Linked DNA regions of Mus musculus: region 2 is linked to region 1. The links are chromatin contacts, called in public promoter capture Hi-C maps. All regions are on one chromosome and are shown on one strand. Each heading gives the region's core, a stretch centred on a gene start, on an enhancer-like site or on the middle of the called end of the contact. The rest is flanking DNA. Distances are from core to core; before and after follow the strand shown.

The links. Promoter capture Hi-C pulls out the DNA fragments that hold promoters and counts their contacts.
Region 2: a contact with region 1 is called in a promoter capture Hi-C map of liver, with 4 times the contacts expected there. The contact joins the enhancer-like site here to the promoter of Nuak2 in region 1. A contact is called at or near these places in 4 of 39 promoter capture datasets (the 3T3-L1 cell line, liver and stem cell-derived epiblast-like cells), 8 of 484 Hi-C or Micro-C datasets (the Ba/F3 cell line, the G1E-ER4 cell line, the P5424 cell line and 3 more), 3 of 115 datasets of contacts at active chromatin or transcription factors (embryonic midbrain, epiblast stem cells and pancreatic cancer cells) and 1 of 9 other capture datasets (embryonic stem cells).

What each region holds. Positions count from the first base shown.
Region 1 is chr1:132,314,813-132,317,402 of GRCm38.p6, reverse strand. It overlaps Nuak2 (NUAK family, SNF1-like kinase, 2), which reads right to left and starts at 1,278. Exons shown (of 7, transcript NM_028778.4): 1 at 931-1,278. The coding sequence starts at 1,173.
Region 2 is chr1:132,585,690-132,588,279 of GRCm38.p6, reverse strand. It overlaps Nfasc (neurofascin), which reads left to right. Exons shown (of 30, transcript NM_182716.4): 25 at 1-206. Among named protein-coding and RNA genes, the nearest start is that of Gm51646, 39 kb to the right of the region's middle. Within about 2 kb of position 1,294, at least 27 of the 459 cell types and tissues checked have an H3K27ac peak or open chromatin away from gene starts, as enhancers often do. A contact at or near this core is called in liver, where this site is marked.

The sequences.
Region 1 (2,590 bases), core at 29-2,528:
GGGGAGGGGACCATTCCCATAGTCAATAGGGCAAATGATGGCTGTACATACACACCCCCTTACAAACAGCATCCACTGGACCTGCCAAATGTTCTCCCTAAACCACCTGCTCTGAGCCTTGCGAAAATGTGAATTATAGACCTTTTATAAAATAGTTCCCTTGGTGGAAAATGAGAGACTGCACATTTTAAACAAGTAGCCAGCTAATACTCAGGCCCACTGAACTAGAGTGGAAGAAACATTGTTGTGTAACTTTTGGTAAATTTGCTGTCCTTCCAAGGGGAGGTTTCCAGATAGGAGTATTCATTCTCAACACAGGATCTGTGATCAGGGCTCAAGTGCATTCACATTTATATCTTATTTTTTCCAAGCAGCTTGTGAGACAGGCTGTGTTCTCTCTATTTTTGCAGAAGGGGAAACAGAAAACAGAGATGGAGGAACTTGCTCAGAGTTACGGATTATTATTACGATTACACATGCGTAAATCAAAAGGGCAAGTTCCCCAAAGGCCTCACATCCAAAGATGTGGCTGGAGTGCTGGGAGTGGACCTGACATTTGGGCCTGCTTTTACATTTCCCAGAATAAAAACCTATCCCAACCAAACTTAGCTTCATTTCGGCTGGAAAGGCCCCAAAGTGTCAAGTCAGAGTTAAAGATCTCCACACCTCATCCATCTACTAAGAACTGGTGCTTTCAACTTCCTCCTTCCATTCTACTCTGTTGACGTTTGTTCCCGTCAAAATTCAAGTTAAGCTCCGTCTTCTCAAACTACAGGCATCTAGTGAAGCTAAGGTTCAGGACAGATGAGCACTGTCCTGAAAACCACGGACAGACACATCTAAAATGCGCGCGCCTGGCAACGCAGCCGAGGACACCGCAAGGGACGCGCTGTGAGCTCCCGAGAGCCGGGAGCCGCGAGGGACACTCACCAGACGCCCCGAGCTCTCTCGTGCCTTCTTCACCTTCCCGTAGGTGCCCTTGCCCAGCGTCTCCAGGAACTCGTAGCGGTGCCGCAGGTTGTGTTTGTGATGGTGCCGCTTCACCGCCTGCTTCTTCATCAGAGGTTTAGGCGACTTGATGAGCCCGTCCGCCAGCGGCCGGGCGCTCTCCGAGGCCAGGGCGGAGGCCGAGGGAGCCTGGCTCGGGCGCTGGAGTAAGGCCACCGACTCCATGGTGCGGGGACCGCGAGGTGGAGTGGGTCGGGCAGCAGTAGCAGCGCGCGCTGAGCCGCGGGCTCAGAGGTCACAGCCGCACCCGAGCACGCTAGAAAGCCCCGCGTTCCGAATTGCTATAAAACGTTTCGAGGGGGAATGTCCTGACCACGCCCCTGCGTCCCATTGGCCGACTTGCCGGCGGCTCGTGACCAAAACCTCTCGCATTGGTTCACCCTCTCCTGCCCCGTTCCTCCCCTTGGCTAGGCGCGGAAAGGTGTGAATGGGGCCCCGCCCACTTGGACCCGAGGCCCAGGAATGCGAGAATGGAGGCAGAGCCGAATTAATACCGAAGTGCCAGTCTTTAGGATTGAAGGCTCTCTGAATTGCTTTAGTCTCTGAATGACGCCAACCTTGTGCTATTGTGCTGTGTTCTCGGTTGGCAAGGGACAATCTAAGGGCACTAGAAAGTCCCGAAGTATTTCTCCACATGCAGTAAATTGTTTCTTCCAAGCTCAAAATCTGAAAAGCCTTTTGATAACTTCTTGAGGTCCATAAAGGAGAAAGTGAATAGGGAGATGGAATGGGTTGGAGACTGACGCCAGCTAAGCACTGGTAGAGAGCTGTCCTGACTCCATGTTCACTCTGCTTGGATTCCACCAACCTTAATTGGATTCTGGAATCCAACAGGCCTGGGAAATCCTTACTTTGTAGGGTTGCGTGGATTCCCTCAAGATGTGGTGGCCTTGTGGATCTCCATAAATTGTGAAAAAAGCACATCACATTCCAAGGACTTACATCCACGAGCTCCTAAATCTGTAAGGAGTGTCTTGGTCCCAGGGTTTCCTCCCAGTGGATTTTTTTTTTTTTTCAAAAGAGCAGGAGGTTGGGCATAAGATTTGGCTGCATTTAAGGGGCCTGGAAGGCTATGTCCAGACCCCCCTTTCCGATGTAGAAAGTGAGTTTACTTCTGCCACACAGCTGGCAAGAAAGCCTGGAATTCAGATACTGGCCTATAGGGAAAGAGTACAGGACAAGAGGACTTCCCTAATTCTAGCTATTCCGGGCAGGCATCCCTCCCTCATCTGCAGGACCTCATCTCTAGCTGTATCTTTAGGACTTGGCAGAGGATCAAAGAGGACTACGTCCTCAATTATCAAATTAAAAAAAAAACTACTCTCTGCCCATTTTCCTACTTCTGTTTGCCCTTTGAATCTTTTCAGAGGGAATAACTGGTATCTCCTTGTCTTGGAGCTCTCTGTAGCCAGAGACCATCCACCGGGAATCAGCCTTCTCTAAGTTCGGACGGTCCATGGAAACTGTATAGCTAGTTTAGTGCCCTATCTTCTGCCAGCTTGCCTCTCCACTCTGAGTAGTCTGTGAAAATAGAAAAGGCTCAACCAGTCTGCTCTCTGTGCGCCCTGTCTGTCAGTTCCTG
Region 2 (2,590 bases), core at 45-2,544, 270 kb before region 1:
TACCACAGGCCTTGTGAGCAGTACTGATGCTACTGCCCTTGCTGCCACCAGTGAAGCCACAACAGTTCCCATCATTCCAACCGTCGTACCTACCACCGTCGCCACCACCATTGCCACAACTACTACAACCACTGCCGCCACCACCACCACCACCACTACGGAGAGCCCTCCCACTACCACTGCTGGGACTAAGATTCACGAAACCGGTATTGTGCACTGCCCATGCTCCTGACCCCTTCTGAGTCCACCTCCCAGCTTCTCCAGACAAACCCAGATTTCCCTGGCTGAGCAATGGGCTTTGGAGTGGCAATTACCAACCCAGCCCTGCCATGTTTTACATTGCAAACCAGGCCCAAAGACCCTGTCCTGAGCACACACAGGTGGTCACTCACCACCCAGGACTCCTTAATGCTAATCAGATCTTCCACAGGGCTCTGGGCTTCTCAGAGAGCATCCCAAGCATATGCCAAGTAGCCAGCCAGGGATGGGTACTCAAGAAGAGAAGTGGTGAGAGGGGAAGGTTCTAATGGCTGTGTGCCTGGCCAGTTGCTGGCTACACCACGTCTGTCCACCTCTAGGGACAAAGACCAGGAGGAGGAGGAGGAGCAGGGAGTGGCTGCTGTACCATGCGGCAATGTGTCTGGAACCCCTGCCCCTTCCTTGCACCCCAGTCCCAAGGGACTCCTTGCAGGTATTTCTTTTTAATAGTTAGAGCGTGCAGGAGATGGTGTTCCCAGGCCTAACGATGCTCCATCGCTTTTCTATCACTCCTAAAGCACTCCTCCTTGGAGGAGGAACTGCCAGAGTTCTAGGGATGGCTTTAGGGCCCCTGGGCTCCACAGCTCTGCTCCTTGAGCATGAAAAGATCCTTGGAGAATCCAACCATTTCTGAATCCCAAGCATCAACCTTGTATTATCACAAGAGTAGGGGGTCCCTAACTTCCGGCACCCAGGAGGCAGCTATAAAAATAGCCTGAAGCAGCAGGAAAGACTTCCAGGAAGTATCCAGAATGCTCCCATTCCTGGAGAATCATTCGACGCCCCACCCCCACCCCCAGCCTCCATGGCTTTTGCTTCTTGGGCAAGTCCCTCCCACCTCCCAGCCTCACTGCCTCCCACCCACCTGCCTGTTAGCCTCTGAATGCAGGTGGAAGCTGGACAGTCCTGTTAGCGGTTGCTCAGTTCTGTGGTGTCACGTGAGCTGTAGGCAGAGGCAGGTGAGTCACAGCCGAGCCCCTCAGCCCGCGGAAAGCCTGATTTGCTTGAGAGGCGGAGTACTGGAGTGTAAACATGGAGGTTAGGGGCAAAGTCAGCCCAGGCGAGGCTGCCGTCAGCGGCTTGGGGGTCACTGTCCTCTAGGGCACAGTGAGCGATTTTCACCGGAGGATGGCTTTTTGAATCTTTAAAGTGCTTCAATTCATAGAGTTGAGCCAAGAATCCAGAAACAGTGGAACCTTGCGCCCTGGCAGTTCCTGACCTAGAAACATCATTCTTACCGCAGGCAGGACTGACCCCGTGACCCCGTGACTCACTGCCCAGGTGTAGGCCTTGTCTGAAGCCACAGAGGGCCTGGCCTCAGCCCCAGTCTTATGGGGAGTTTAGGGACAACCGGAAAGTATCTTGGCTTCCAGGGAATCTTTTAAATGAAATTTCATCTTCGTCTTGTCTTCTACCATCACATAAAATGTCTCATAACTTCTCCTTTTGCAGGGTATCCTTTGTGTCATTTTCTAGATTTGGGTGCTGCTCCCTAGCTCTTATGTGCCAGGAGCTGGTGGAACAGCGCGTGCTGATCATGGCCTCCCTTTGAACTTCCCAGCCCCCCAGAGTTCACCTTCTGGGCCCCTCCCCTTTGAACACCACAGTTCTTTAGCAGTCATCGTTCTGGCCTGTCCGTATGGTCCCCACCTCAGAATCATCTTGGTCTCCCACTGCTTGGGTTTTTCTTTTCTCTGTGTATATAATGTGTGTGTGTGTATGCACGTTAGCGTGTATGAATATAGATACATACATGACAATCAGAGGAAACAGCCTTAAGTGTTGATGCTGGCTTTCCATCTTATTTGAGACAGTCTCTTGTGGTTTGCTGCTGTACACACAGGGCCTACAAGCTTCACATTCGTATTCTTTCAGCCTCAGGTCTCCTGGTCTATAGTGACGGACCCTTGTGTTTCTGTATTCAGCTTCTGTTTGGGTTTGGGGATCCTAACTCGGTTTGACAGGCTTGCTTGACAAGCATCTCAGTCACTGCCACAGCTACTTGGCCTTTCCTAAGAGCACCCTGAACCTCACTGCCTTTGAGGGCATCAGATCTGACTCAGTATTACCTTGGGGGTCAGACCGTTTAATGTAGATGCAAATGCTATTGTATAGAGTCCCGGACTGAGGATAAAGATGGTCAAAATGGACCATGGAGCAGAGAAGCAGCCTGTCCCCCTCCCTCTTAGGCAGCAGGCTGCCTTTCTCGGCCCTTCTCTTGACACACACTGTGTCTTGACACACACTGTGTTCACCTGGGGCAACCTGACAGGATTGCAGTAGGGGAAAAACACTTCTTTGAAGTGAAAATCAGAAAATCTTTTATCACTTC